Linked DNA regions of Mus musculus: region 2 is linked to region 1. A link is a contact called in public Hi-C data. All regions are on one chromosome and are shown on one strand. Each heading gives the region's core, a stretch centred on a gene start, on an enhancer-like site or on the middle of the called end of the contact. The rest is flanking DNA. Distances are from core to core; before and after follow the strand shown.

Region 1 (4,137 bases), core at 1,267-3,766:
GCTAAACTTAGTGGTGACTTGACATTTGTGTCTCAAACACGATCTTTATCATGGATCAGTAACCTCTAATTTTTAAATCTGAAATTTTTCATTTTAAAATTACTATATATGACAAATAATTCTCACACAGTGGATGAGATCAGTGCTTGGGCAGCTGCTATTGCAGAAAGGTAGAACGCTTGGCCAGCATGAATGAGGCCCTGGGTTTATAGAAAGGATAGTTGGAACATTCATAAATACACAATGGAGATTACCTTTCCAGAACCTGAAAAGAAAGCCCTTGCTGGTCACAATTCTTTGCACATCACATAACTAATATGTTAGCTTCCAGCATCTCAGTCTCTCTGTTTTGTTCTCTATAGTGAAAAATTCCAGGATGTCCTATAGGACCAGAGGATGAAGGGGTCCAGTCTGGGCACATGGCCCAGAGGGAACTTAACAGCTAGCTAACTGCTATGAGCCCAAGCCAAGGCTCTTCCACATTCCTGAAGGAAATCTGAAACCATGACTCAAGACCCTAGCACTCTAATGCCCACAATTCTGATTAAGATGTGCTTGAAGGGCTGGTGAGATGGCTCAGTGGGTAAGAGCACCCGACTGCTCTTCCAAAGGTCCAGAGTTCAAATCCCAGCAACCACATGGTGGCTCACAACCATCCGTAATGAGATCTGACTCCCTCTTCTGGAGTGTGTGAAGACAGCTACAGTGTATTTACATAAAATAATAAATAAATCTTTAAAAAAAAAAAAAAAAAAAAAAAGATGTGCTTGAAGCAACAAGTGGTTCATATAGACCCTCTTAGCTATGGCTAATGTAGGTTTTCAAATTTTCATTTTAAAATGCTCTTGACAGTCGGGCAGTGGTGGTGCACGCCTTTAATCCCAGCACTTGGGAGGCAGAGGCAGGCAGATTTCTGAGTTCGAGGCCAGCCTGGTCTACAGAGTGAGTTCCAGGATACCTAGGGCTACACAGAGAAACCCTGTCTCGAAAAACTAACTAACTAAATAAATAAATAAAATAATTTTAGAAAATGCTCTTGACTTGTAGGTCCCTACTCTTGTGTAGCTCGGCTGCTAATTGTGGGTCATATCCTAGGACCAGGCTTTTTTTCCCCCATCTGCTATGACTGCACAAAACCTTTAAGTCAGAGAACTTAAAAAAAAAAAAAAAAGATTTATTTTATGTGTGAGAGTACACTGTCACTGTCTTCAGACACACCAGAAGAGAGTTTCAGATCCCATTACAGATGGTTGTGAGCCACCACGTGGTTGCTGGGAATTGAACTCAGGACTTCTGGAAGAAGAGTCAGTACTCTTAACCACTGAGCCATCTCTCCAGCTCCACTCAGAGAACTTTCAGTGTCAAGAGTTTTGAGCAACAACGGAAATGAACTGAACGCTTGGCATGATGACACAGCCTTGTAATTTCAGCACTGAAGAGATTGACACAGCAGGGTGGTGAGTTGAAATTCAGCCTTAGCTGCACTTGGCCAGTCTTGGATAAATAACCAGACTTTGCCTTGAAAAACAAAAACCAAACGCCAAGCCAAACAAAAACAAAAAAACAAACCCCAAACTAAAAAGGAAGGAGAAAACAATGGGTTTGGCATGCAGTGTGTGCTTTTGTGTACAGCACTTTGTTTTAACCTTAAGCTTCTGTCATTGTGTGTTGTTAATGCTTACAGCTGCAGAGGCTCCTTTTCATGGCTGTGTAGTGGTTCCATTACACAACGGAGAGGTATTAGTTCATTGACATCTTTTGGGTTATTTCCATTTGGAGAGTATTAGGACAGATGCAGCTATGGGTGTCCTGACATCTGTTTGCCTGTATATCATAAGGACAGTTCCTATCAGCTGTGTGACCAAGGAATGGGTGGATCACAGGGTGCACAAATGTAACAAACTCTCCTTCTCGTTCAAAGGAGTTGCTCCAGCACACAAATTCAGCTAATTCACATTCTTTTCAACACTTGGTATTTTATATCACCCTCCCCTGTTTTATTTTGATGCATACAGAAACAACCAACGTTTATGTATTTTGAGACATAGTTTATTGTAGTTCAGGCTGGCCTTGAAATCCTGATCTTCATGCCACACCATCTTTCCAAGTACTAGGATCACACACGTGTGTTTCCACGCCGCGTTTGAAGCGAGTTTGCTTTTTTGCAGGACCTTTTTAAATTTGTGGGTTAGTTTTCTGAGTTGTTAGCCATCACGGTCTTCTATTTTGTTCAGTCATACCCTGCAAACAAATTATTTGTCTTCATTCATCACTTTTTTTTTCACACTTCAGTGCTACCACGTGAGTCTCAGGTGGTGACAGACTTCTGAGGCCCCCGGATACCTGACCCTGTGTAGGGAAACAAGGCACACCTTCAGTAGGTTAGCACATCCTGCTCACCTTGGTCTCCTTGGGTACCAAGGCCTGATGCTGTGCAAACCCAGCCCGCGCCTTCCCTGCCAGCGCAGGGCGGGGCCGGTGCTGAGCATGCGCAGACCAGGTGGCGCATGCTCCTCAGCGCGGCGGGCGGGAGTCCGGCGCGCCCTCCATCCCCGGCGGCGTCGGCAAGGAGTAGCTCGGTGAACCCGGATACTAATAAAGTTCGCTAGAGACTCATAATCGTTCTGAAAGAGCGGAGCGGGTACGAGGCGTCCGCGGGGAGGAGCCGGGCTCGGTGCTGCGGGCTGTGCGTTCCGGGCTCGGTGTTGCGGACTGTGCGTTCCGGGCTCAGCGCTGCGGGTTGTGCGTTCCGGGCTGCGGGCTCCGCGCTGAGGGTTCCGGGCTGCGGGCAGAGGTGAGTGCGGCCTGCGCGGCCTCGGCTCGGGGCTGCGGTGCCGCCGGGATGTCGCTGTGGGCGCGGACGGCGGCTGCGGGCGGCGCTCTGCTCTCGCGTCCTCGTGGGGACCGCTCCGCGCCGACGACCCCGGCCGCGGCTCGCTCACCAACCGCCGTGGCTTCCCAGGAGCGGGAACCCGAGAGTGGGAGAACTTGATGCGGGTGCGGCGCGGCGCGGGACGCACAGGGCTGCGCGACTCCGCCTGGGACGATCCCAGTGCCTTCTGTAACGGGCGGGTTGCTGTAGGAAAAAACAAACCCGGCAAGCCTTTCTTTAGCAAGTTGACCCATCCTTTCCTTTGCCTACGCGAGAGTCTGCATTGGTTGCCAAGGGATTTGAAACCGAGAAGAGAGGACATTGATAATTACTGTCGGTTTTTAATTATATGTAGCATTGTGCTTTTCAAAGAACATACTTATTTTTTGCATTTTTTTTTTCTTAAAAGCATGTGTGATTTGGGATAGGCTCTCCCTGTGATGGCATGGCTGGCTTGGAACTTGTGTAGACAGGCTGGCCTCAAACTCAGAGCCTCTTCCCCCTGAAGGCTGGGATGCAGTGTTGTAACTAGTTTCTGAGAATCTTAACAGTAATTCCCGACGCTACGATCTGCTTTCACATCTTTGTTTAAATTTTATTTTTTAACTTCCATATGGTAAAAAAAAAAACCCAAATAACCATTTGGAGAGTTTTAGATTCATATATCTGGTCAGGATATGAAACCAGTCCTGCTACCTGTTAAAACCTCATGTTGTCTCTTTATATCTTACCTCTTATTCCTGATTCCTAGAAATCACTGTTTTCAGAATGCCATTTTAGTGTAACAGTTTGAGATGTTGATAACTGTCTTCCATGACTATATATAAACACCTTTGAGATTCAAGATGCGGCCCTGTTGGTTATTGGGGGGACAGGCTCTTCATATCTTTTTGAGACAAGATCTCAGGTGGTCCAGGCTAGCCTCAGACTTGCTCCAGTAGCAAGGATAATCATGACCTTAGGATTCTTCTGCCTCTACCTCCCTAGTGCTGGGATGACAGACATGTGCCGTCATGCCAGGTGTGTGTGTGTGTGTGTGTGTGTGTGCGCCGCGGGCTGCTAGGCATGGCGTCCGGGGCCTTGTGGAGCTAGACAAACAGTGTACCAATTAAGCCACATTATCTGTTCCACAGTTTCCTGTGTGGATAGCCCTTTTCTCCTTCTACTCCCTGTTTAATTAGGTAGATGTGCTAAACATAGCCAATTATATTATCCGCCCACTGAAGGGCATTTGGGGAGTTTTCAGTTTTATATGATTATGAATT
Region 2 (4,262 bases), core at 304-2,803, 720 kb after region 1:
TTAACTGGGATTGGAGGTTTATTTCCAAGGAACATCTAGATATAGGGATATACATTTTCTGTTCTGTTGAGCTCCTTTGAATGCAAAACTCATCCCACTATAAAAGAGTCCACCTTTAACTGTGTAGAGATTAAAGTACCAGAGCAAACTCCATTTTGTTCTCAGACTCCATTTTAAGCTAACCTGCCCTCACAATGACTTGGCTCCCACCCTTGAGTTCTGAAAAAAACAAAAAACAAAACGAAATGAAAAGCAAAAAACAACCAAACAAACAAAAATCCGAAATATTCTTGGCAGTTGCAAAACAGACGTAATAGCTGTGGTCAGTCGATAATAATGGGGTGGGCTAAGAAAACATGATTCGTTCCCAGGTGAAGATGCACCTTTTAGATGTGTGGTCCCTCCTTGTGGTTTGACCAGATGCTGTGAACCAATCAGCTTAAACGCCAACATTCCTTTAACCCTCTTACCCAACCATGTTATGTCAAGGAGGCTTGGAATACACCCCATTCCCTTAGACCTCCTCGGGCGGCTCTCCTATCCTGTTACTTGAACCCTACCTATCAAAGTATAAGAACCCCACCCTCCCACACCCCCGCCCCCCAGACATTCAACTCTCCAGCTCAGACGCTCTCCATTAATCAGATTCCGAATGAAGCAATTTCCTTAAATGTTCAATGAGTTTTGTCTTTAGCGCTGAGTAAGGGCTGACAGGTGGAAAGGAGACTTACATGCTTCGCTAGGCCCCACTTCCTCGGGGGTCTGGGCGTCAGCTTTGATCACCCTGAAGGTCTGGGGTCCATCCTGGGCCTCGCTGGGAAAAAAAAAAAAAAAAAAAAAAAAAGGGAAGTTGGATCTCTGGCCGCGCCGGCCTAGGTCCTGCCCATCCACTCTCCAAGGGGGGGGGGGGGGGGGGGCGCTCACCTGGCACGCACGCAGACCTGAGGCTCCATACGCGAGGCATACTGCAGGGGTCCTACCGACTTGGCTCCCATGGCATAGCGAGCCTTGGCAAGTGAGAGCCAACCCTGGGGAGACAGGAGAGACTTGAGACTGTTTTCCCTCCCTGTGCCCGCTTTCTATCCCTCCTTCCATTCCCCGTGGCCCACCTCCTCCACCCTGGCGTTCAGCGCCGCCCGCTTCGCCTCCAGTTCCTCCAGGTCACTGAGCAGCTGTAGGCACTTGGAGTCCAACTCCTCTCGCAGAGCCTGGACCGCCATGGCCCAGCCAGTCTTGGGACACGCGCGGATGGGCGGAGCCACTTCCTTCCAAGCCGCCGAATCACTGCGCGGCCATGTGCATGACAGCCAATAAGCGCTCAAGATCCGCCCTTAGGGGGGCAGTACTAATCGTGACCCGGAAGTCAAAGGCTTCAACTTCCGGGTGATCCCTGTCACCAGCCAGGACGCGGATTAGCGCCTGGAGCGGGATACTTCTCGAATCCGATGGCTACCAAAAGTCGGACCTTAACTTGAATCTAGGAAGCCATGCGCACAGTTCCTGCTTTTACTCTTCGCTAGCCTGCTGCCTGACCAGCTCAAGCACCGGTGAAGCCGCAGACGGACTAACTAATCAGGACGGTCTTAGACCACGTGACATCCCAAATCCGGGTAATTAATTGGTTGCCCGTCTGACCAATCACCTTGCGACGCCCTCCTCCATTCGCCATCTTAAGATGGGGCACTCTGACCGGCAGTGGAATCGAGTGAAGCCTCTAAAGGCCTTTTTGGTTGAGGGCGGAAGTGATCACTGCGTGGTGCCAGCAGCGCCAGAAGAGTTGGGACTCGTGAGGGAGCGGCGCTCATCATGGTAGGATGTTTTGATTTCCTGTTCTGGTTTAGCGGGAAAGAAGGGGACTACGGGAGGGCTGAGTTGTGGTCCTCGGTGCTCCGAAGTGGATGGTGACCCTGTGTGTTCTCTAGCTCCGTCGGGAGGCTCGCCTGCGCCGCGAGTACCTGTACCGCAAAGCCCGGGAGGAGGCGCAGCGATCCGTTCAGGAGAAGAAGGAGCGAGTCAAGCGTGCTCTAGAAGGTAAGGCCTCCCTGTGCTGGTGGGTTACAAGTCCTTGCTCGAGCATACTACACGGAGGTGTAAACGCATTTGAACTTAATGTATTTGTATCAGGGTGGCTGGTCATCTTTCCTTTCTCTGCTCGTTAGGTAGGACCTCACTGCTCACTGGTTTCTGAATGATCCCACCATGTGATAGTATGGCCGTTTATGCTACAGTTGCCCATGTCTACAGGTTGATTGCCAGTTTTGCTTACAGAATATCTAGTTTTTATTTAGTTTTAAAACATTGCCTCTGTCGGGTGGCGGCGGCGCACGGTTTCAATCCCAGCCCTCGAGAGGCAGAGACAGGCCGATCCCCGAGTTCGAAGCCAGCCTGGTCTACATAATGAGTTCCAGTACAGCCAGAGCTAAAACAGAGAATCCCTGTCTCGAAAAACCAAAAACCAAACCAAATCAAGCAACAAACCAACAAAAAACCTTTGCCTCATCTAATTGATTCCCATCTTAGGGAATGGGTCTGCAAGAATCCTTGGTATTTGTTTTTGTTGTCTTCTTCAAAACAAAATTAGAAAAACCTGTTATTGATTGTTATAATTGTCTTGCATTTTAATTCTTCTTCCATTTAGAATTTGACATTCGTTTTACAGGTTAGTTTAAAACTTTGCCTTACATTAATTCACATTTTCATTTGCCCTAATAAATGAAGATCCTCTATCACAGAGCTTAATTGGAAATGTTCTATTTATCCCTATTTTGCTTTTGTATCTAAGGAACTTCATGTCTCCCGCCTGATTGATAGTACAATATCCCTGGTGCCAGTAATTAAATTCCGTTCCTGTAATTTAGGACTATAAAGTATATGTGTGTCATGTAACGTTTTTTTGAGTTAAGAAGCATAATGTTAGGGCTGGGATTGTACCACAGTTGTTAGAGAGTGCTTCCTAACATGAAGGAGGCTCTGGATTCTGTCCCCAGCCTGACTCAACTGTGCCTGGGGGCCTATGTCCCAACACTGGTAAGGTGGAGGCTAGAGGATCAGGAGTTCAAGGCTTGCTTTGGCTGCATGAGTTTCAGATCAGCCTGGGCTATATAAGCATAATGTTAAGTATCTGTGACCCATTACCATAACTTAAAAAAAAAGTTTTAAAAAAATGGCTCAAGGATTCAGAGCACTTCCTGCTCTTTGAGAGGACCCAAATTCATTCCCTACTACCCATATAGAGTGACTCACAACTGTCTGTAACCCCAGGGATCCAGTGTCCTCTGGCCTTAGCAGCTACCTGAACACATGTGAACTCAGGCAGGAACACATACACAGAAAAATGATCAATATATTAGCATTTGCAACCATCTATTATTAACTATATTATTATTAACTATATTAAATATTGCATTAAAAGAAACTGTTGTAAGTATTATTTGTGTTCACATTATGCCTACTTATATCCCTAGGTTATTAGCGTATGTGTTTGGCTTTGTATTTGTTTGGGTTGGGGGCTCAGTATTGTTTCTAAGATGCAGAAGGAATGGTTGGACTTTTCTTCTTGTGGGTATCCCTAGGGAGGCTCCTTTTCCTGTGGCAGAGGAGAGCTTATGTCACTTGGTAGCTAGCTTGACAGAGTGCTGCTGTGACTCTCTCCCTTCCCTCACATGCTGGAGATGCGGAACTGGGCCTCAGGCCTTGCTGTCCACCTTAGTTCACAGAAAGAACCTCTGACCCCCGGCCAGCTGAGGCCATGCGCCTTGAGGTTACCTGTGCCTCCAGGTAGCAGTGTTCTTTTTTTATATTGTTTTGTTGTTATTGGTTTTTGAGCCAGGGTCTCACTATGTAGACTTGTCTGGCCTCACTCTTAGAGATCCCCTGCCTTTGCCTTCTGAGTGCTGGGATCAAAGGCAGGCGTGCTAACCACCTTAGTAGGCAGTGTGAAGACTTGGAGGTCACTGGTCTTCCTTCCTACTTAAGAAACAATTTCTTTCTGTCTTTTAAATGTATTTATTTACTTAAGTATGAGTGCTCTGGTTGCATGTCCACCTATATGCCAGAAGGGGGTGTCAGATTCCTTTATGGGTAGTAGTGAGCTGTGGTATGGTTGCTGGGAATTGAGCTCTGGACCTCTAGAAGAGCAGACAGTGCTTAACTGCTGTGCCATCTCACTAGCCCCTTTCTATTTTTTTTTTAAGCATTTATTATTTTTGTAGTGCTCCTCAACACCAAGGTCTTCTTCACCTGCAAGCAAACCAACCCCCAGT

The links. A called contact is a pair of places that touch in the nucleus more often than the background predicts.
Region 2: a contact with region 1 is called in a Hi-C map of olfactory sensory neurons, with 2.9 times the contacts expected there. The contact joins the promoter of Ccdc115 here to the promoter of Rab23 in region 1. A contact is called at or near these places in 1 of 484 Hi-C or Micro-C datasets (olfactory sensory neurons) and 1 of 115 datasets of contacts at active chromatin or transcription factors (memory CD8 T cells).

Annotation. Positions count from the first base shown.
Region 1 is chr1:33,717,380-33,721,516 of GRCm38.p6, forward strand. Rab23 (RAB23, member RAS oncogene family) reads left to right here and starts at 2,517. Exons shown (of 8, transcript NM_008999.4): 1 at 2,517-2,794. Gm32229 (predicted gene, 32229) reads right to left here and starts at 2,467. Exons shown (of 4, transcript NR_157041.1): 1 at 2,401-2,467.
Region 2 is chr1:34,438,119-34,442,380 of GRCm38.p6, forward strand. Ccdc115 (coiled-coil domain containing 115) reads right to left here and starts at 1,554. Exons shown (of 5, transcript NM_027159.2): 1 at 1,110-1,554; 2 at 925-1,028; 3 at 732-814. The coding sequence starts at 1,220. Imp4 (IMP4, U3 small nucleolar ribonucleoprotein) reads left to right here and starts at 1,711. Exons shown (of 9, transcript NM_178601.3): 1 at 1,711-1,809; 2 at 1,923-2,031. The coding sequence starts at 1,807.